Linked DNA regions of Mus musculus: regions 1, 2, 3, 5, 6 and 7 are each linked to region 4. Evidence: chromatin contacts called from public ChIA-PET and HiChIP or PLAC-seq data. All regions are on one chromosome and are shown on one strand. The core of a region is the stretch at or near the end of the contact, and the rest is flanking DNA. Distances in the headings are between cores, read along the strand shown.

Evidence for each region. ChIA-PET counts read pairs in DNA pulled down with a chosen protein or histone mark. HiChIP or PLAC-seq counts read pairs in DNA pulled down with a chosen protein or histone mark.
Region 1: a contact with region 4 is called in an RNA polymerase II ChIA-PET map of memory CD8 T cells, with 6 read pairs. The contact joins the enhancer-like site here to the promoter of Hmga1 in region 4. A contact is called at or near these places in 7 of 39 promoter capture datasets (the HPC-7 cell line, the SN4741 cell line, cranial neural crest and 3 more), 11 of 115 datasets of contacts at active chromatin or transcription factors (bone marrow-derived macrophages, embryonic basal ganglia, embryonic forebrain and 7 more) and 2 of 9 other capture datasets (liver and pancreatic islet).
Region 2: an H3K27ac HiChIP or PLAC-seq map of embryonic stem cells shows a contact between it and region 4, with 3 times the contacts expected there. The contact joins the promoter of Itpr3 here to the promoter of Hmga1 in region 4. A contact is called at or near these places in 6 of 39 promoter capture datasets (the 3T3-L1 cell line, embryonic stem cells, neural stem cells and 2 more), 2 of 484 Hi-C or Micro-C datasets (B cells and embryonic stem cells), 24 of 115 datasets of contacts at active chromatin or transcription factors (the 230-238 cell line, the NIH/3T3 cell line, T-cell acute lymphoblastic leukemia and 16 more) and 2 of 9 other capture datasets (adipose tissue and embryonic stem cells).
Region 3: a contact with region 4 is called in an RNA polymerase II ChIA-PET map of memory CD8 T cells, with 10 read pairs. The contact joins the enhancer-like site here to the promoter of Hmga1 in region 4. A contact is called at or near these places in 3 of 39 promoter capture datasets (HPC-7-derived erythroid cells, cranial neural crest and liver), 1 of 484 Hi-C or Micro-C datasets (CD8 T cells), 3 of 115 datasets of contacts at active chromatin or transcription factors (bone marrow-derived macrophages, embryonic stem cells and memory CD8 T cells) and 1 of 9 other capture datasets (adipose tissue).
Region 5: an H3K4me3 HiChIP or PLAC-seq map of embryonic limb bud shows a contact between it and region 4, with 4 times the contacts expected there. The contact joins the promoter of Ip6k3 here to the promoter of Hmga1 in region 4. A contact is called at or near these places in 6 of 39 promoter capture datasets (3T3-L1-derived adipocytes, the HPC-7 cell line, cranial neural crest and 3 more), 1 of 15 datasets of contacts at CTCF or cohesin (the NIH/3T3 cell line) and 15 of 115 datasets of contacts at active chromatin or transcription factors (DN3 thymocytes, the NIH/3T3 cell line, the SCID.adh cell line and 11 more).
Region 6: a contact with region 4 is called in an H3K4me3 HiChIP or PLAC-seq map of bone marrow-derived macrophages, with 6 times the contacts expected there. The contact joins the enhancer-like site here to the promoter of Hmga1 in region 4. A contact is called at or near these places in 6 of 39 promoter capture datasets (the 3T3-L1 cell line, embryonic stem cells, hippocampal neurons and 2 more), 1 of 15 datasets of contacts at CTCF or cohesin (the NIH/3T3 cell line), 10 of 115 datasets of contacts at active chromatin or transcription factors (bone marrow-derived macrophages, embryonic forebrain, embryonic hindbrain and 6 more) and 1 of 9 other capture datasets (adipose tissue).
Region 7: a contact with region 4 is called in an RNA polymerase II ChIA-PET map of memory CD8 T cells, with 64 read pairs. The contact joins the promoter of Lemd2 here to the promoter of Hmga1 in region 4. A contact is called at or near these places in 12 of 39 promoter capture datasets (the 3T3-L1 cell line, 3T3-L1-derived adipocytes, the HPC-7 cell line and 8 more), 1 of 15 datasets of contacts at CTCF or cohesin (the NIH/3T3 cell line), 4 of 484 Hi-C or Micro-C datasets (B cells, CD4 T cells, muscle stem cells and 1 more), 20 of 115 datasets of contacts at active chromatin or transcription factors (the SCID.adh cell line, bone marrow-derived macrophages, cardiomyocytes and 14 more) and 4 of 9 other capture datasets (adipose tissue, liver, macrophages and 1 more).

Annotation. Positions count from the first base shown.
Region 1 is chr17:27,117,878-27,120,705 of GRCm38.p6, reverse strand. It overlaps Itpr3 (inositol 1,4,5-triphosphate receptor 3), which reads right to left. Exons shown (of 58, transcript NM_080553.3): 52 at 2,781-2,828; 53 at 2,245-2,349; 54 at 2,034-2,161; 55 at 1,326-1,491; 56 at 678-838. Among named protein-coding and RNA genes, the nearest start is that of Uqcc2, 15 kb to the left of the region's middle. Within about 2 kb of position 1,320, at least 59 of the 459 cell types and tissues checked have an H3K27ac peak or open chromatin away from gene starts, as enhancers often do. A contact at or near this core is called in the HPC-7 cell line, bone marrow-derived macrophages, memory CD8 T cells and 1 more, where this site is marked.
Region 2 is chr17:27,056,012-27,058,780 of GRCm38.p6, reverse strand. It overlaps Itpr3 (inositol 1,4,5-triphosphate receptor 3), which reads right to left and starts at 1,477. Exons shown (of 58, transcript NM_080553.3): 1 at 1,107-1,477. The coding sequence starts at 1,195.
Region 3 is chr17:28,011,653-28,014,712 of GRCm38.p6, reverse strand. All of the region lies in intron 12 of Anks1 (ankyrin repeat and SAM domain containing 1), which reads right to left. Among named protein-coding and RNA genes, the nearest start is that of Gm35290, 5.9 kb to the right of the region's middle. Within about 2 kb of position 1,257, at least 181 of the 459 cell types and tissues checked have an H3K27ac peak or open chromatin away from gene starts, as enhancers often do. A contact at or near this core is called in CD8 T cells, adipose tissue, bone marrow-derived macrophages and 2 more, where this site is marked.
Region 4 is chr17:27,555,254-27,558,236 of GRCm38.p6, reverse strand. It overlaps Hmga1 (high mobility group AT-hook 1), which reads right to left and starts at 1,663. Exons shown (of 5, transcript NM_001025427.3): 1 at 1,526-1,663.
Region 5 is chr17:27,166,381-27,169,159 of GRCm38.p6, reverse strand. Ip6k3 (inositol hexaphosphate kinase 3) reads left to right here and starts at 1,396. Exons shown (of 6, transcript NM_173027.2): 1 at 1,396-1,520.
Region 6 is chr17:27,073,057-27,076,112 of GRCm38.p6, reverse strand. It overlaps Itpr3 (inositol 1,4,5-triphosphate receptor 3), which reads right to left. Exons shown (of 58, transcript NM_080553.3): 2 at 2,945-3,015. Among named protein-coding and RNA genes, the nearest start is that of Mir7677, 17 kb to the left of the region's middle. Within about 2 kb of position 1,667, at least 76 of the 459 cell types and tissues checked have an H3K27ac peak or open chromatin away from gene starts, as enhancers often do. A contact at or near this core is called in bone marrow-derived macrophages and memory CD8 T cells, where this site is marked.
Region 7 is chr17:27,203,072-27,205,771 of GRCm38.p6, reverse strand. Lemd2 (LEM domain containing 2) reads left to right here and starts at 1,334. Exons shown (of 9, transcript NM_146075.2): 1 at 1,334-2,113. The coding sequence starts at 1,354. Gm34736 (a long non-coding RNA gene) reads right to left here and starts at 903. Exons shown (of 4, transcript XR_385492.4): 1 at 605-903.

The sequences.
Region 1 (2,828 bases), core at 71-2,570, 440 kb after region 4:
CATGTCCCGTGCTCAGGGAACAGGAGAGTCACACAGATGGCAGTCTGGGAGGGGGAGCCTCTGAAAGAAGGGAAGCCATGCTTCCCGAGATAGAGAAGCAGGGGAGAAGGGCTCGAGCCAAGCAGTTTGCTGGTTCCCTGTCACAACTGTGAATTCTCAGACCAACAGTTAAACCTCTCTAGACCAAACTCGGCACTGCCACAGTGACTAGAAATTAGGAGGATTATGTTTTAATTCCTCTAAGCCTGGTATTTTTAAGCTGCTCCAGGCTTTCTCTCTGACTGGGACAATGTTGACTTTAGGAAGCTGTTCTCCCATGCTGTGCTTTCTAAAAGAGGTCCTGTGGGGAATCTACATCCCTCAGTGGGGTCTCCCCACTCCACTGCCCAACCCCCCAACTGCTGCTGTGCAGGGGTGAGGGGGGAAGCTGGTTCACCACGCTTCTCTGGGGCTGACAGATTCATTGCATGTTTGCTTTCTCCATATAGCAGGAGTGTGGGTCCACCCACGGGTGGTGGTGGCCAGCAGGGCTTTGCACAGTGAGGGCTGGCCCCAGCTGCTCCTCACTCCTTGGCTGACCCCACAAGCCACTGCAGCTGCCACCCCTCAGGCCAAGGCCAGCAGCTGTTGTGCCTCCTCCCAGGTGTCAATGAGCCCGGGCGCACGGACACCCTCACCTTGATCATCTGAGCCACATAGCTCTCGGGGCCGGTGTAGTCTGTCTTGTTCTTGACTCGGACCAGTACAATGAAGTACAGGTAGTTCCACATGTTATGCTCCAGTTTGATGTGCTCCTCGAAGGACACTGTCTTGTTGTCAAACTTGTCCCTCTCCAGACCTGGGGGCAGAAGGAGGGCCACCACTGAGGACCACCATGGGGACTGCTCCTAACAGCTCTCCTGGGTGATGCGGGTCACTGTTCAAGCTCCAATGCTTAGTGGTGGGGACACCACCGCACGTGGCTGCAGCCCTCCTGCAGAGAAAGCGCTAGGGACTCTGGGAACATCAGGATTACCTGAGCCCAGCAGTGACAGTGACAGCTGGGTCAACAGCATGGCCTGCCAGGTGAGCCCTGCTCTCTGGGCCCTGGCCACTGGTGAGGACATGACTGGATTCAGAAGGAGCAATGGACTAAAACCAGAAGCCTGAGACCACAGTGGCATCAAGTTCCTCTCCTGGAAGGCCGAGGGCTCAAAGCAGTGGCTTCTTGGGCCCCAGTGATCCACCTCAGGCCAGGTCAGCAAGGGTGGGACTGGGTGCCATGGCTCAGATGCCTCCAGCCATGCAGTGGGAAGCCAACAGCCGAGCTAGGAAGTGAGCCTCACCACAGATGAAGCACGTGGTCTTAAGGATTTCCTCTTTCTTCTGCTTCTCGCTGCGCAGATCGGCAAAGGTGTCGATGATCACCCCAAAGATGAGGTTCAACACGATGATGATGACGATAAAGAAGAACAGAAGGTCATACACCACTCTGGCTGGGAAGAGCGACTCCTGCAGAGCACGGGGACACCGTGAGGACAGAATCACCGCAAGCCCCCGAGAGAGACAACAGACAACAGTGACCCCCAGCTGCCAACCAGAAAGATGCCACCAGCTAACATTTAGAAACGGCTGACCAGGAGGAAGCCCTTACAAGTTTGTTGCGTGTGGCAAGTCCTGCTACAAAACAGGGCTTGTTTCTGCCTCTAACTTGGTTAAGGGGGATGGGGGGCAGCTGCGAGCTCCCGGATCAGCAGCCCGGATGCCGCGCCTCTCACATTCCAGAACCTTGGTCTAAGCCAGAGATCAGTGATGGACACAGCTTGGCCGCCCAAGCCAAACTGAGGCTCCACCTTGTCCTCCCTCTCTAGGCTGAGGAAGCCACTGACTGCTGATGGCCCACACCTCCCCAAGCCTCAGAGCCAAGACTGGTTGCCGTGGTGACCCTTGTAGCCTCTACAGTGTGCTGGGGTGGGAAGCTGATAGCTCTGGACAGTGTCACAGAAACTGGCTGGGTGTGGGAGCATCCACGGGACGGGTGGGAAGGTGCTCACATCTTTGGAGGGCTTGCGGAGGATGTCGCCCACGCCACCACCGTTCCTCAGTCCGTGGTTCATGACGGTCACGATACACATAAGTAGAGTGTCACAGGCCCGCTCCGTGCTATCGGGCTCCTCGTCCTCTGCGGGTGGTCAGTATGTTCGGACCCGGGGCTGCCCATTCCACCCCACCCACCCCATCCTATCCTGTAGACGCCGGTCTCACCTTCTAGGATCTCAGGCACTGAGACCTCAGAGACACAGTCCATCTTGTCCCCACTACATGTGCCCATAAATGTGGCAGCTCCGTGTGGCATCCCCAGGGGGCTGGCTAGAGAAGACAGCAACAAGGTCACAAGGATCCCAATGTCTGTCTGACCATAGTGTTTCTCTAGTCTGTCCCAGGAAGCCGCTCCTGGCCCTGCTGGCTCACACAGAGACTGTCACACAGATAGTAGGGTCTCTGACTCTGGACCCAACACCCAGGCAGCCCCTGCAGACACCAAGCTCTGCACGAATGACAGATGCAAATCAAGCCAGAGGCTGTCAAGGCTCTGCCCACCCTTCTGACTGCATCGAGCTCACAGGCATGCATGGGGGTGCAGGTTGACGTAGGCTAGACCTCCCCAAAATCCAACAGGAAGAAGGCAGGAGCTTGGAGGACTAAGCACGCCCTGTCGCCCTATCTGGTGTCGCCACCAGTCACCTGTGCGTGTCCACTGTCACCCCACACACCCACCCCAGAAAGGAAGTCCCCAAGACCTCTGGAGTGGTTCCCGGGCAGCCGGTCCACCTCCAGGATGAAGTCGT
Region 2 (2,769 bases), core at 228-2,727, 500 kb after region 4:
AACTCCCATCTCAGCCTCCTCAGGCAGAGAGGCCCTGGAGGTTTCTCCTCCCTACAGCACATTGAATTTCAACCACCAAGAGGAGAGAGCAAGGGAGCCAGGAGCCTCCCACCTGCAGGGCTAACTTTGAAAGAATTCCTGACACACTTCCAAAGCCCCCAGAGAGGAGTCACCCTGCCAGCAGCTGGATGGTGCTGACAACGTGAGATACCAGAACATTAGCCACTACCACCCCACCTGCCCGAAAATGGGACAGAAAGACCAGATCCGGGCTTGTGCGCTTCCTCCATCCCTGCAGCAACGAGGTGCTCAGGGTCTATCCAAAAAGATACTGGGATTCTAACCTCTCCCAGCTACCGGCCTGGCACCAGCATGGGATGGAATCAATTCCCTGCTTATCCAGCCCAGACCCCGGGGGGTGACAGCCAGAATTAATTAATGTTTGTAAAGTGCTCTAGAGAACCTGGGACCAGGGACCCAGGGGCGCCAGAGTAGCTACACAGGAAATTGACAAGGAGGGGGTGGCGGTGAGAGGGGGGCCAGCTGGCCAAGACCTGGACTGCCTGGACAGGGAGGGTAAAGAAAACACTCTGAAGAGGAGATGGGGCACAAGGAGAGTGAAAAGATGCTACCTCTCCAAATAAATAAATTAAATGATTAATTAAATAATTAAATAAACCGATTCAAGATGGGGCTATAGAGGTGAGTGCCAGGCTTCAGGCTGAGCCAACCCTAGCACCCCACCCCGAATCCCAAACAAGAACACCCAGGCCCTCTCCAACTCAGGCCCCAGCCACCTGCATAACCCGAGGACCACTTGCAGAGGAAGTCCGAACCCCTCAGCCATGAGTTAAGAAAAAGAGTGTGCCAGAAGTGGCGGGCTTCGTGGGCGCTGACGCCTTCTAGAACTCCCCAGGGCACCCGACTACTACCTGAGCAAACAACGCACTTCCTTTCTCTAAGAGAGGGGTGCCAGCGTCCCTTCGCTTCTGGAGACTGGGCTGTCCAAGCAAGCCTCTATCAAGGGCTCAGGGGACTGAACATTGGCAAACAAGCAGCTGGTACCGTGGTCCCGATGCCCCTCTCTTTGCCCTAGGCTCACTCACCCCAAAGTGCTGATGAAGCCATTGACAGAGCCCTCGGCGTACAGGGACACAATGTCCCCGATGTGAAGAAAGCTGGACATTTCATTCATGGCTTCGGCCCTCCGGGGCTCGAGGCGACGAGGTCGCCCTGAAGCGAGCTGCCAGGCTCGGTGCAGAGGACTGAGGCGCGCTGGGCGGAGAGGGGCGCAGTGCCACCTCGCAGCCCGGCGACCCGGACGATCGGGACGGCAGGAGTAGGCTGACTGCCACCAGAGAGCGAGGAGGCGCGGCGCGACCCGGGTCCGGGTGAGGAGGTGCCTGCGTCTCTGCGCGCTCGCAGCCCTCCAGCCCGGCCGGGCCCGCGCGTACCTGCAGCCTGGAAGGAGCAGGAAGTCTGGGGCCGCCACACACATGCAAATCCCGCCTGGGAGGCGGGGAGGCCACACCCCACCCCGCCCCCGCCGCGGCTCCCACGTGCACCCGCGCCCCAGGCTCGGCCTCTTCTACACCGCGCGCGTGCACGCCTGCACCCCCTAAAGCGCCCAGCTTGCCACCGGACGACCCCCAGGCTCTAGGGCGTTCTCTAGACGGCTTGTCCACCAGCACCGCGCTGCACTTCGGGGCTCTCCACCCTCGGAGATCCCCAGCTCGCCTAGCCTGCGGCCCACGCGTGGCTGAGCACACCGGGAACTTGGCCACGGTCACCCTGCGGCAACCGCGCCCAGCTGAGAACCGTCTTGCGCCTGGATGCGCGCTCAAGCCCTTAGCGTTGCAAATCAGGATTCATTTCTCTCAACATGAAAAGTCTTTTCATTGCACAATAGAAAGTGCTTTGACTTGGAGGGGAAATGAAGCAATGGGGTGGGTTTGGGTTTTTTTTTGTTTTTTGTTTTTTAATTGTCCTTGTTGGGGTTTCTCTCTCTCACTCTCTTTCTCCCCACATTCCTGTGTACAAAGAGATCCAACTTCCGAATCAGTTCAGCCGCTCCCTCTCCAGGAGGAATTGGCTCCAGTTTCTCTTGGCTCCTTCTGTCTTTGCTTTAAAATAAATAAATAATACTGGGAGGGGGAGAGCATTACCTCCTCTAGTTAATAGTGCACCCCAGCGCCCACTGAAACAAGTTCTCGTAGCGGGCCCTTGCTCACAAAGTTCAGCCCTCAAACTCATCGCCAAGTTGACTACTTTCTGTTCTGCGCCACGGAGGCTGGGCGTTTGCTTCCTCCTAGAGCTTTGGTTTGAACTCCTGAGATAAGAATGCGCCACCACCACCCCCTTTGGTCACGTTTGCTCCCTCCCACCCAGCCCCCCTTATTTCCTGAGGGGCGGGGATGGGGGCGTTTGTCCCTGGGAGAAAAGGAGGAGGGGACTGGAGACAGAAGCAGGAAGAGACCCAGGAGGGGTGGAGACAGCCGCCAGCCGTGAGACAGCTGCTGACCTGCACCGAGAGTTCTTGAGTGCAGGGGATTTTTACCAAGACCCTTAGAACTGGTGGTAGTGGTTAGCCAAGCCTTTAATGGGGAAGTAGAGGCAGGAGGACTGGGAGTTAAAGGTCGCATAGTAAGTTCGAGGTTTACCTAGGGCACGTGAGAGTCTGCCTCAAATAAATGTAAGAATGGGCTGGAGAGATGGCTGAGTGGTTAAGAGCATTGCCTACACTTCCAGAGGATCCAAGTTCAATTCCCA
Region 3 (3,060 bases), core at 8-2,507, 460 kb before region 4:
CTGCTGCTGCATCTGAGGCCAGTCTGTGCTGCATAGGGAAACCTTCAGGTACCCCCTCCCCCAATTCAGAGAATATGTTTCCATGACTCTCAGCTCTGGGATAAAGAGCACATTTTTATCAGCTACACATTAACTTTCACTACCTGTCATGCATCACCAAAGCTTTTTTTTTTTTCTTTTTTTTTTAAATGTTGGGGAGCTGGAGCAATGGCTCAGAGGTCAAGAACACTGACTGCACTGCTCGTTCAGAAGACCAGGAGACCTGGGTTCAATCCCCAGTTCCTAAGTGTTGGTTGACAATCTGTAACTCTAATTCAGGGGATCTGATGACCTCTTTAGGACGCCATGGGCATGAGGCATGCATTCAGTACACACATACATGCAGAAAACATCCATACACATACATCTCAAAAACCAAAATAAACCAAAACATGGTGGTGCAGATCTTTAACCCCAGGATTTGGGAGGCAGGGCAGTGGATCTTGGTGAGTTTGATGCCACCTTGGTCTATGTGTTGATTTCTAGGACAACTACATAGTGAGGTGCATGCCTTAGTGCTCATGTTTGTTCATGTAGTAGTGTCATTCTCTCTCTCTCTCCCCCCTCTCTCTCCCTCCCTCCCTCCCTCCCTCCCTCTCTCTCTCATGCATACACACGCACACACACACAGCTGGCAAATACAGCACCACAGAATCTGCCCCGTTGTGTGTGCTGTACCCACTGGGCTCACTGGCCCCTTGCTTGCTGTGAGGACAGCAGGGAAGCCGGGCTGGGGGCAGGAGGAGACGCCTGCAGCTCAAGGAAGCCCAACGGTGCGGGGTCCAGCTCTCTGCTTCCCCGGCATGCTGCCATGATAGCCCAGGAAGGCAGCAGGAGGCTGACTGGTCTGACCACAGACTGAGGAGCCAGGACTTACAAGTTGCAGGTAAATGGCAGATACTGAGAGCCCCTGGATCTGACACAAAGCCCGGAAGGCAGAGCTGCCAGGACAATGCTTCAAACCTAAAACCAATGGAAACTCAGAGGGTAAGGCTTCTACTCCAGTGTGAGCCAGGAAGCAACTTAAATAGACATTCCAAGCTCCGAGCTGTCCCCAGAGGTGGGAGAGCCACATTCTTGTTTAGAGTGGGAGTGCCCAGGATCAAGCACGCCAGTGTACATACCAAGGGACAATGCACACTGCAGATCGTGGCAAGCTGAGGGTTCCGGGTAAAGGGCAGACCTCCTTGTCTGCACCCACCTCTAGGTGGCGAGGGAAGCCAATGCCTCTGTGGAGCTGCACCAATCACCTCTCTTCTTGATGACGTCATGCTGGCTCTAAGGAGCAGTGCGGGGAAGGGGAAGCTCAGGGCTTGGCCTGACAGGGTGCTCTGCCTGCCGCCTCTTCCCCTCTCAGGAAGGGGCTCAGCCGAGGGTCCCTCAGCCACCATTTGAGACTGAGAGCACGGCACTCTCCACGTGGACATTGCTGAGCAAGTGTGGAGCTGAGCACGCATACAGAGCACATCACTGCTTTCCACCATCTCCCACTTCTTTAATATTTATGAAAGCTGATTACAAAACACAAATTTATCACTTAAGCCTTCAGCCAAGTGTTTCCTGGCTTGCGTGTTTTTGCTAAGTAGACAGGCAGCCTTCTGTGGTTTTCTCTTCCATAATCTCCAATCCCATTCAAAAGTAGGCACGTGGGGGAACTAGCTGACCTCACAGACTTCTGTACCTCGAACCACAACCTGACCAGGCAGTTATTTTTGTTCTTACAGTCAGCCTCCACATCTGAGTTTCAAGCAATTGTGAAACACAGTGAAAAGTTAGGGAAAGCAAACACACCACCAAGCACCCGGGAAGCAAGCAGGCGGATCTGAGTTTGAGGCCAGCCTGGTCTACAGAGTCAATTCCAGGACAGCCAAGGCTACACAGTGAGAGCCTGTGTTGAAAAACAGGAAAATAAACTAACAAAACAGCTGACACCCATGGTCTACATGTACCGCCTGTTCTCACTGTCTACACCACAGAGTCAAATGGCTTCATTAGGCACCTAGTACTCCAGAGACACCGTGAAGCATGCAGGAGTGCCTGAAGAGGTTGTCAGCGGCTCCACCATCTTGTGCAAGAGGCTTTAGTATCCTTGGGTCTTGCTTGGCATGGGAGGCTTGGTTTACAGACACTGTGGTGTACAAAGCATTTAGTTCTGGCATCCATCGCTTTTGCTGCTGCATGCATGACTGTGTGCAGGAGACAGGCTGGGGGCTATCTAAGGAGACTGAGGTATGGAGCCCATCACTGAAACTGCTGCTTTGGCAGGACAGAGCCCTGGAGCCTTTCCTGTGGCTGGAGGTGGGAAAAGCTTTTCTGCTCCCCACCCCTACCCCAGCACACAGAACACCCAAGTATTGCCAGCAAAGGGGAGTTTGCTAGAACATCTTCTCTGCTCCAGCACAAAGCATCACATTTGCTTAGGGGTGACACAAATGAGGTCCCTGCTTGAGGAAGATCTCACACTTGACTGAAGAAGACTCGATAATGACACTAATCCTGGGTACAGTGGCGATGTCACAGCCTGGGGCAAGAGGACTATTATGAGTTCAAGGCCAGCATGGGCTACCAAATGACACACACAAAATGAGCCAGCATTTACTTATGCAAACAGTGAATTTTAGGCTTCTCAGTGGAAGGTAGGCTGCAGGGTCAACTCACAATTGGGAACCCATGCTGGAGGATAAATGAGGGCTGGAACCTGGGCAGGACTGCTGCTGGCAAAGGCCCTAGAGGAGTGGTGGCCTTTAACTGAGGGATGCAGAAAGCCCAGCTCTCCCTGGGACTGTCAATGCAGAGCATAGGACAGGTTAACAAAGGTTGAAGGAAGGGAACGGACTTGAAAAATAGGAGGAACATGGTTCCTTCAGTGTCTAGGAACTCCAGTGATGCCCAGGGAGCCACACAGCATAGCATGGAGCCTTCAGATCCAAGGGCACTGAGACCAGTCAGGGGTCCTGGGGTACATTGCCGGTGACATGCACACAAGGAAGAGCAAGGGTGATACAGAGTGCCAGCTCCAAA
Region 4 (2,983 bases), core at 414-2,913:
CTCTTGGGCCTCCAGCCTGTCTCTCACACGGGTGCACACGCTGTGGCTCCTCAACGTTTCAGTAACTATGCAAGAACTACCAGAGGAGTAACATCCCGGCAGGCCTATTGTTAAGGGTCTTAAAGGGTCCCCCTTTAAATATAGAGAGAAGACCCCTCAATAGCCCAAGGTCACACAGCAACTTGGTAAAATGGAGGTTCTTGCGGAATGCTTACAGACCGCCACTTTGTTTACTGAGAAGCAGGTTAAGACCCAGGCGCCCTCTACTCCAGAATGAGGATGCCTTCGCTGGCGTCCCAGCCTGGTGGTTGTAGGCCGGCGCTTCTAGGAGCTAGGACGAGGGGGAGGGGCGCAGAGCCCTTTAGGCGCGGGAAACGGCGCACCCCGACCACATGCACCGCCACGCGGGTGCGCCCGGCCCCACTTCCTGCCAGAGGGGGCACCCAAGCCCGCCTTGGGGGCAGGAAACCTGGTGCGAGTCGCAGGAAGAAAAAAACCCCTTCCTCTCTCCATGAAAACCAAAGCGGGGGGGGGGGCAGAAACGGGGAGTCGAAGGGACTAGTTCTAACAGAACCCAGCAAAGCAGAGGAACCAGTTTGTGGGGGCGGAGGGCAGGCCTGGCCCTGGAGGTTGAAGAGGCGCGGGGCAGGGCCAAAGGTGTGTGTGGGGGTGGGGGGTGAAACCCCGAAACCCAGGCCCTCGCGATCCGGCCTCGTCCACGCACAGTACTACTCTGGGAAAGGCGGAGGAGAGGCCAGAGAGGAATCTCGGGTCGCCGGGCCCCTCCCCCGCACTTCTAGAACTTCCCTGGCTGAGGGGGGCGCGCGCCCACCTCCCGCCGCTGCGCAGCGCGCGCCCCTCCCTGAGGCCGGGCTCGCCGAGCGCGAGGTGCACGGGCGCCGCTGGGTGCACAAGCGGCGCTCGTCGCAGTCGCGCGCCCCCTCCCCCTCCGCGCGCCGTTCCCCGGGGTCTCCGCACCCCACGGTCGCAACCCGGGCACCCTCAACCTGGGGACCGGAGGACGCGGCGCCCCGCGGACACCCACCCCGGCCCCGCCGCCTGCGAGCACAGTGCGGCCTCCCCTTTCCCGCGGCCCGCGCAAGCCCGGGGCCTGGGAATAAAGCGGGCAGCGCGCGCCGCAGGCCCCCCGGGCGCGCCGCGGACACTCACCGCGAGCTCCGCAGGCCGCCGGCGGGGCGCGCTCGGGGCTGCCGGGTGCGGCGTGGCTGGGCTCAGGGCACCGGCCTGGGCTCTGCCGCCACCGCCGCCGGTCGCAAATGCGGATCTGAAACCGGGAGAGGGCAGAGGCGCTGAGACCGCTGCGTGCGCGCCGCCCGGGCCCCCGCCGGGGATGTGTGTCACATCCGAGCTGGGGCGAGGGAACACTGACGGATCCCGCTCCCCTGGAGGATGGCGAGGGGCAGGAAGCTGGGCACGGCCCGTGCGCGGCCTCAATAAATAATAATGTGATTAGATTCTAGACCTACAGGAAAAAAAGAAGCCACCCGAGCGGCGGCGAACTCACGCCTTCTTGGAGCCGCGCCAACACCAGAAATAGCCCCGACTCGGAGTCCCAATTAGAGGAGCGCAGCCCCGGCTCAGGGGAGCTTAAAAAGAGCGACCCAGGGGCAGGGGGGACGGGCCCGCCCGCGCCAGCCGTGTCACCGGGGGGCGGGGCCATGCAAATGAGCCCGGGGATTTAAAAGGGCGGCCGCCCGCCAGCTGCCGCCGCCGCGCGCGGGTAGCTCGCCACTGTGCGCGCGGTTTCCGCGGGCACGCGCGCCGACGGCCCTCGTTTCTCACAGTTCCCGAGCAGCCTGGCGTTGGAGGAACCGGTGACGGCGGCCCTGCTGTTTAAGTGGGGACCCGGGGACACACCTACAGGAGCCCCCCCGTGGACTCCGGCCTCGCGGGGAGGCGCGCGCTGACGCCTGTGCCCTCGGACGTCCACGCGTACCCTAAGGAGCTTCTCGCGGCCCGGACGCCGCCCCCCCCCCCCAGCCCATGTCGAGGGCCTCTCCTTAATTCCCCTCTGCCACCAAGCAGGTGACGGCGTGTGCGTCTCCGGAGGCCTCCAGGCGCGTAAAAAACAAAGTCTTGTGAAACCCAAACGTGAAACTTGGCCAACGCCAACGGTTTAAATCTAGTAACGGCCGCCACCCAGGTGCAGGCTTCAAAGGAGCCGAGCGATTGGCCGCCTCGCCGGGACATCGCGGGGAGGAGCCACGGGTGGCCAGCTGCTTGGTGTTGAGGAAGCACGAGGTCCCTCTGGTGTGATTCCCCGCCCCCGTGACTTACGACTTAAGACAAGGGGCGCCTGGAAGCCCCTTGAGGGCAGGGGTTCGAGTTTCCCGCCTCTGGGCGCCTGGGTCAACAAAAGACTTGTTGCTGGGCCGGAGGAAGCCTAAGTGGGAAGATGGCGGGCGGTGGGGCGCGCCCTGCAGGCCGGGCGCGGGCCCTTGGACGCACCTCCCCACCTCGGTTCCCCGAGTCGGCCTTTCCACACCTCTCGTGATGCAGGGAATCGTAATTCGGGCCCAGTGACACACGACTGTGACTCATAACTCTGTTCCCCTTCCTCCGCGGTCAGCCCTCTCCTCGGGGGGCGCGCGGGCGGTGGAAGGGTACGCGGGGGCCCAGCGTGCGCCCGGCTGGAGGCGGGGTGGGAGCCTTGGGGAGGCGGGCCTCCCAGTTTCAGGAATGCCTCAGGAATGTTTCCGGTGGGGGGTGGGGAGCGCGGCGGGCCCGGCTACCCCCCACCCCCCACCCCCGGGCCGTAGGATGGCGCCCTGGGCGCAGGGCAGCACGTGCTCGGTGGGGGTGGGGCGCAGCGGTCAGGCGCGGGAGGCCACGGCAGGCCGCGGGTCCCGGACCAAGGTCCAGGTGACCCTCAGTTCCAGGGGTGCCCCTGGAGAAGGAGGAAGTCATGGAGGGGCGTTCCCAACGGGTGGAGGGGAGCCTAGGGCGCCGGGGCAGTCTGGGG
Region 5 (2,779 bases), core at 147-2,646, 390 kb after region 4:
GCACTTTTGGATTGACAGAGGGATGGATGGCCTTACTCTGGACCTGAGATCTTCTGAGCATCCACAACTCGTGGCGAGCCACCTGAGGTAGCTGGGAGTGGGTGGGGGTGCCAGGTGAAAGAGAGGACATGGCCTAGCCCAGCCTTGTCCTTCCTTCTGAGCAGGGATAGAAAAGAAAACAGAGAAGGTTGAGGTGGGATCAGTAGGTCTGCAAGTGCTTAGTAGGGCTGTGTATTAGCCAGGATTCTCTAGAGTCCCAGAACTTATGGAATGACTTCTATATTGAGGGAATTTGTTATGATGACCTACAGTCTGTAGTCTAACTCCCCAACAATGGGCAGCTGTGGGTGGGAAGTCCAAGAATCTAGTGGTTGCTCAGTCCCATGAGGCTAGTTGTTTCCGATGGTCTTCTGTAGATGTAGGTTCCGACAGATGTGCTGGCAAGTAAGTGCAGGTGAAAAAGAGAGTCTTCCTTCTTCCCATGTCCTTATTAGACTTCCCGCAGAAGGCGTGGCCCAGATCTGGGATTTGATTTGTCCCAGGCTGACCTTGAACTCAGAGAACTCTTTGCCTTAATCTCCTGGGATTAAAGGAATGTATTACCTTGCCTAGGCCTAAACTTTTCATAGCCACTATGCCTCACGATCTCCATGCTAAGATCCAGGTCAGAAGCCTGTGTCTTCCAGCTTCAAGATCTGGATCATAGGTGAGCCCTCCATTTCTGGATTGTAGTTCATTCTAGATATGGTCAAGTTGACGACCAGGAATAGCCACTACAGACTGCAGACTCTCTCTGTGTGAGACCTTGGGTCCTACCCTAGCATTACATAAAGGACAAGTGATGAGAGGATTTCATCAGGTAAGGGCACACGTCGTCAGGCCTGACCCTGGACTTCAATTCCTGAAACCCACATGGGGAAGAGAACCCATGCCTACAAGTTATACTCTAACCTCCACAGGAATGGCATGGCATGTGTGTGCCCTTACACATGCATGCACACAGATATGTATGTATGTATGTATGTATGTATTTATCTATCTATCTATCTATATGTGTGTATCTATACACACACACACACATATAAAATGATTTTTTAAATAAATAATTGGGGACTCTGTAGCAATTAGTACCTAGACTTCAGAACCAGTCACACTTCAAGATAGCTGAGCTGAATTCTCTTTCCTACCTTCTCCTACTCCCCCAAATTTTCCCCTTCTTCCTAGTCCCTGCCCACCTTCCTCGTCTTTCCTCTCTCCTCTTTCCCCTCCCTCCCAGACCCCTGGCCCCACTCCAGAGCTGTGGATACCAGCTGACAGCTGGGCATTCAGGCCTAGAGGGTCAGGTGGTTTCCCTTACCCAGGCCACTGACAGCCTAGATCTGGACGGGAAACTCCACCCGGGCCCCAGCGGGAGAACTGAGCTGGGCCAGACCTTTTCCTGTGCTTGCAGACAGAGGAGGGCACTGAGAGACAAGAGCCCCTACTGCACACTCCCTGATACCCCCCAGAAAGAGGCTCTGGTGAGTGCAACCTTGATGTAGGATGGGGAAGAACCATCTTACTGAGCCCTGGATGGTTCCAGGGTGAGGGACAGAGGGTGTCAAGGCCATAGGCCAGCTCCCATGGTGGGGTAGCTTCCCTACAGACTGGTTGGGAGTCATAGGGGATATAGGCCTGTTGGAGGTGCCTGTGACTTGGAATTTACCTGTGCGTGCGTGTGTGTGTGTGTGTGTGTGTGTGTGTGCATGCTTGTGCAGGCTGGGGTGTGCAGGGGCTGGGACAGGCAGCAATTTAGAGATATGGGCATATGTCCATGTCCCATTTCTTCCTGTCCCCTTAGCATGACCCCCTCTCCCTCTTTCAGCCTGCACTAATGTGCTCCCCCTGACCCACAAGTGGGCAAGCCAGGTCTACAGCAGTGGCTATGGATTATGGGTGAAGGGCTGGAGGCAGCCACGTTCCTTCAGACTGGGTTAAACCTTCCCAGAGGCAGGCATCCGAGGAGAGTCCTCCCTCCACACTTTGGAGCCAGGGATCAGCATGTCCTGTCCCATCAGCCCCACCCTTCCTCCTGATGAGACCACGGGGTCGGGTGACATCAGTACCTGTGGGTGGTATCTTAGGGCCTGGGTGCAGGGACACCCTGGAGAAGGTTAGGTGGCCGAGGGAAGTCACTGAGAGACATTCATAGGAGACATGAACCAAGGCTAATGACCTCTGCTGCCCTAGACAGAGGCAGAATCTTGGAGACCCCACGCCTGCAGGGTCTTCAGTGGCCCCCGAGACCTGAATCTGAGCCATTTCTATGATCTCAGGATTATACATGGAGGTATGGGAGGGGGACGCAGCCCCACTCCTTTGAAATAAGGTCTCATGTAATCCAGGCTGGCCTTGAATTTGCCATTATAGCCAAGTCTAGCCTTGAATCCTACATGTTCGCGCCTCTGCTTCCAAGCTCCAGGGCTATGTGTGTGCACCGCCATGCCTAGCTTAGCTCTGCGGTTTAATTTTTCCTCTTGAAAGACCTTATGGGAAAATGGAGAGGATGCTGCCAGGCATGCTCGTGTAGCCCATACCGGACTCCATGCATTCTTTCTGTGTCTTGCCACACTTCCTTCAGAAACTACCCATGAGACATCAGGAATCCGAAGTCATTTATGAGAGGCTCAGGTCTCACAGCACACCTCACTCAGTCCTGACAGAACCCCAGGGTCATGATCCTTCTGACATGGGCCACATCTGCCCCTGGATCAGGAGGGATTCATCTGATTAAAGCTGT
Region 6 (3,056 bases), core at 418-2,917, 480 kb after region 4:
CTATGGAAGCAGAGGAAGGCAACCTCATGCTCCTCCTCTCACTGGTCTGAGCCATAAGATGACCTCAACCCACTGAGTCCAGGTGTCTGTGCCTGAAGGAGTGCGCTCTGAGCTTCCTGAACGTCCCCTAATGCAAGGCTGCCGAGCCCTCCCCCACCGGTGCCCCCTCCCTCACGGGAGGAAAAGGGGAATGGGCTAAGGAAGGGAGGTACCACGTGGATCAACACCCGTAGCACAGAGTGGGCACCAGGGGGCTGAGCTGGTAGACGGCACCTCTAGCACCAGCAGCCTGGGCATCCCTTGCCAAGACTGGAAAGAATTCCCTGGACAAGCTGAGGCTTGGGGTGATGCAAGCGGTGGCTGGAGCTGAAAGAACACACGAGGAGCCAAAGCAGACGGGGCTTTACCGGTCCCACTGAAGAACCTAGAAGTCAGCAGGGACCTGGGTGGGAGCTCAAAGGGCACAGTGAACAATGAGCTGTGGGCAACAAGAGTCCTCTGCGGTGACAGGTCTCACCCCAAGACGGGAGGGCAGAACACCCGGGGCTCCCTGAACAGTCTGATAACCACCTGACAACTTCTAAATGTCTGCCTCGACACCCCCCCACACACACACACACATCCCACAGCGGTGCTAAAACCACAAATGGCAGGCCTCAGGCAAGTGAGGTGTTTCAGTCTCAGGTTGGAGCCCTGAGTCTGGTCCTGAGTTCTAATGCCGAGACTTGCACCTGCCCTCTGGGAGCTGCGGAGAACAGACCCTGTCCAAGACCAGAATCCTTCGGGCTCAGCAGGACCAAGTGGAGCCTGGGTCCCTGCCATGCTCGGCTGTACAGGCCAAGCCAGGGACGCCAGGAGGATCTCAGGAGTCCCTGTTCCCAAGCCCTGGGAAGTGACAGAGATGGAGGTGTGGGAAAGAAACCAGGCAAGGGGGTGTTTGTTCTTCTAAGTGGCCTTCTTGTTGTCAAAAGCTGGCCCCAGATTGTCTGCTGGAAGCCAAGGGCGTATCTTCCCCTACCGCACCCACTTCTCTGTCACCTTCCTGTCACTCCATAGGCCGATGACGGTACACACCTCTGTGCACAGTCCTTCCCTGTGCTGGCAGCAGCCAGGGGCCCCAGGGGACCTTCATTTTTTTCTGCTCTCTCCCACATTCCTCTCTCTTTTCTTCTTCCTCCCTCCCTCCCTTCCTTTCCCCACTTGCCCAAAGAGCTAGGAGACTGAAATTGCCAATAAAACCAGAAACACAAAAAGCCAGACTAAAATCCTGTCCCTGCAGAGCCAATGTTCTAGTAAGGGACACAAATGACAAACCAGAACACCAGAGGCTGGGTAGCTCAGCGGGCGACAGAGCTTAACTTACAAGCCTGGCTGGAGTTCAATCCCCAGACCAGAAGAGAAAGATTCCCTGAAAGTCATCCCCAGACCTCCACACGTGCCCTGTGACCTGCAGTGACGCCCATACACGGTAAAAAAATGTCAGCACCGGGATGCATCAGAAGTTCAGAACCATCTCGGCTTCGCAGTTAAATCTGAACTCACCCAGCTAAAAGCCTGAGAGAAATGGGCTTTGAGAGAGAAGGAGAAGTGAGTTACACAGAACACAGAGCATGCTGGGCTCAACTGATGCAGAAAACTAAACAGAAGAGGAACAGAAGTCAGAGAAAGCCACACCAGAGCCAGGGACCTTGAGCCAGGAGGAAGCTGAGCATAGTGAGAGGTGGGGGCAAGCAGGGCAGAGGGGACAGACAGCAAGTGAGGGGGTGAGGGCTGGCTCGTCACTAAGTGGAGGAGGCTGGTGTAGCCGGAGGGAGAGTGGACAATGTAGAACCAGGTATGACTGTAGTCGGGGCAGAGGAAGGCTGGTGGGGGTAGGGGGGAGGGCTCAAGGCTCACTCCCACACAGCTGCTGAGGCACACTTCAACCCAGGACATCGACTTAGACAAAGCCCTGACACAGCAGTGCAGTGATAGACACATGCGTGGGGGAAGAACTGCCTCGGGGCCCTCTGCAGGCCAGGGTCTCCAGGAGCAAGCAGCCAAAGGATGGAGTCCACCCCTGGCCAGAAGAGCAACTGCTCTGCAGACCCGGTGGCGTCACACTGGCGTGTTCCTGCCTGCTCGCACCACGCCCAGGCACCAGCTGTCTGGCGCATGGCAGCCTCAGCCCTTTAGGTAATCCACTGCTTGGCCCAAGAACAACCAGGTGATCCCTGTGTCCAACCCTGCCACTGCCAGGGCTGTGTTGCCTTCTACCATGGAGGATAGGAGGCCCCTTGAGGGACAACACTTGACCAGGCCACAGAATGAAGCCATGCTTGGGCCCTGGGGTTTTACCCAGGAGGAGACACACACACACACACACACACACACACACACACACACACACACACACCGCCAGAGGCAGGTGGATATTCAGAGTTGGCGAACACCTTTAATCCCAGCACTCGGGAGGCAGAGGCAGGCGGATTTCTGAGTTCGAGGCCAGCCTGGTCTACAAAGTGAGCTCCAGGACAGCCAGGGCTAAAAGTCCAGTCCCTTCACCTCACACATGGGGAAACTGAGGCACAGGAAAGAGTTCTCCTTTGAGCCTCTGAGGCCTAAGCAATTGTCTTTCCCAGCTTCTTTATTCCCTTTGAGAGAGAGAGAGAGAGAGAGAGAGAGACAGACAGACAGACAGACAGACAGACAAAGAAAACCCTGTAGACTTGTAAGGGTGAGTGGCAGGGAATTCGGGAAAGATTGGGCCCCTGGCCAGAAGTGGGTGTGCCAGGAAAGGGGGTGTGGTCTTGGATGGAAAAGCAGAAATGTACCACACTGAGTCAATGCAGTTGGGGTCGACACGGATCACAGAGGATGGTCTCAGGCAGACTGGTGTCAACAGACCTGGTACTAGGACCCTGTGGCCCGGGAGGGATGCTCACAGCTGGAGTGGAGGTCTTACCTCGGAACTTCTTGGGGGGGTTGTCCAGGTCCCCAGCTGCAGGTTCCACCACACAACGGTCATCCACCAGCCTAGGAGATAGAGCAGCCGGGTTAGAGGGAGGGAAGAAACT
Region 7 (2,700 bases), core at 85-2,584, 350 kb after region 4:
GGGTGGCAGGTAGAGCTGCAGGGAGATCTCGAGGGCTGGGAAGCTGGAGCTGCAATATTGCCAGGAAAAGGGAGGTGATGGGTGAAGGATGTGGAAGGAACAGCAAGGGGAGAGGGTGAGGCCATGAACTGTGTTTGTTAGATGGTGGGGGGACGGGTAAGGGTAACCACATCACTGCCCCCACCCCCTCAAGGCTCCCAACTCCAACACTGCACAGATTTGTCTAAGGGAGGAGTGCGCTCCAGGCCCTGTCCTGAAGGTCTCTTCTAATCCTTATAGCAGCCCTCTAGGGAGTTATGGGAAGCTGGCTAGAAATGTTAATTGGAAATTACCACACACTAAATGGTTGCAGATTGGAGATCAAACTGCAAGACTCTGCAGATCATCCCCTAAACCGTAAGACACGGGTCTCCCGATCCCATCACCCAAGAGAATTCCAACATTTACGGGAACCTAGGGCATAGGTATTTGCCCCTAAGAGTTCAGAGTATAGGGATCCACCTATGAGGACATTTTGGGTCACCCGTGGCCACAGAGGATCAATCTGTCTCAGAGTTGCACCTTAAAAAAATATATTTATTTTATGTGCGAGTGTTTTACCCACTTGTATGTGCACCAGGTTCATACCATGCCAGCAGAGACCGGAAGAGAAAGATACCAGATCTTCTGGAATTGGAATTGTCCATGACGTGACCAGCCACTGATGTCCAAACCCTAGCTCCTCTGTAAGTGTTGTTACGCCCAGAGTCTTCTATCTCTCCAGTCCCAAGGGTGCACACTCCTGAAGTTTCAGTGTCGACCAAGTGCATGCCTGAAGCTGGCCTGAAGCAGCAGTCAAGATAAGGTCTTGGAGAGCATGCCGGGCGGTTACTCCACCACCCAAATCCGACACACAGCCTCGACGCCCATCCGGAGACTGGCAAGTGGGCCGGATCTCTATTAATGGCGGTGGTTTTCTTACACCATTGAGCTCATCCATTAAGTAAATCAACATTCCATTGAACGTTTACCACGTGCTAACGCTGCGTTAGGATAAACACTGCTAGGTCTGACAGATAAAGATAAGCTAGAGGGCGGGGGGAAGAGATGAAAGCACCTGCACACACAAGTAAAACAAAACAAAACAGTAACCAAACCAACCCTTTGACCTCACCAACATGGCGGCGCCAGGCCGACACAGACGCCTTTCATCATGGCGGACATAGCCTCCATGCGCCGCCCTTCCCAATATGGCGTCCGTGGTCGCCCTTCCCATCATGGCGCGCGGCCCCGCCCGCTCCGCCGCGGCTGCCGGCGGGAGCAGTTCCGGGTGCGGTGCGCGCCGGGGGCGGGCGAGGGGGCGGTGTCCTGGCCATGGCCGGCCTGTCGGACCTGGAGTTGCGGCGAGAGCTGCAGGCCCTGGGCTTCCAGCCAGGCCCCATCACCGACACCACGCGGAACGTCTACCGCAACAAGCTGCGCCGCCTGCGGGGCGAGGCCCGGCTGCGCGACGACGAGCGGCTGCGGGAGGACGCCGGGCCGCGGGAGGACGCCGGGCCGCGGGGCCCCGAGCGGCAGCGGGAGGAGGCCCGGCTACGCGAGGAAGCGCCGCTGCGCGCGCGGCCCGCCGCCAGCGTCCTGCGCTCGGAGCCCTGGCCGCTGTCGCCTTCCCCGCCGGCGCCTAGCGCGGCCTCCGACGCCTCGGGGCCGTACGGCAACTTCGGGGCCTCCGCCTCTCCCTGGGCCGCGAGCCGCGGCCTCTCCTACCCGCCCCACGCCGGGCCCGGGCCGCTGCGACGCCGCGCCTCGGTCCGGGGCAGCTCGGAGGATGACGAGGATACACGAACGCCGGACAGGCACGCCCCGGGCCGGGGCCGCCACTGGTGGGCCCCGCCGTCGGCCTCTGCGCGGCCGCACTCGGCGCTCCTCGGCGCCGACGCTCGCCCCGGCCTGAAGGGCTCGCGCACCGGCTCGGCGGGCGCCGGGCGGACCCGACCCGAGGTGGGCCGGTGGCTGGAGCGCTGCCTGTCTCGGCTCCTGCTCTGGGCCAGCCTGGGGCTGCTGCTCGGCTTCTTGGCCATCCTGTGGGTGAAGATGGGCAAGCCCTCGGCGCCGCAGGAGGCGGAGGACAACAGTACGTCCCGGGCCGGCGCAGGGGAGGGCCCGGGGCACGGGGTTCGCCCACCCAGACCGGCTTGTGAGCCGCGACCGACTGCAGACCCTCACTTTCTGCCTCCACTTTCTGCTCTTTTCTGTTTCCCCGTCTTTCTAGAGTCTCCCTTTCAGCCACAGCCAGGTCCTTCCAAGGGAAAGCCACACGCACACTCTTGACAGTCAGCCCACCCCTGCCCCTCTTGTCTTCCCTGCCTTCGGGGAATGCCTGCCGTGGTCTCAGCTTTGTAGCAGCAAAACTGGCACCACCGGGCCTTCATTTGTCAAAAGGAGTCTGACCCTGCCTGTGGCTCAGGTGTGGGAGAGTTGTTCTAAGCCGAAGCTGGTACCACAGGGGTGCATGTGAGGCACAGCCTCCCCCCCCCCCCCCCGCAGGCTGTGTTGGGAGAGAGCCTGTGAGTCAGGCGACTTCCTAGACGTCTTTGCCCACACTCAGTTACGTGACTCCGCACCCCTTGAGGGGTGCAAGAGAGCGAGCCTCCCGAATAGCTGAGGACTGATGTCTTTTTTTTTTTTTTTTTTTTTTTTTTTGCCTATTACTCAAAAGAA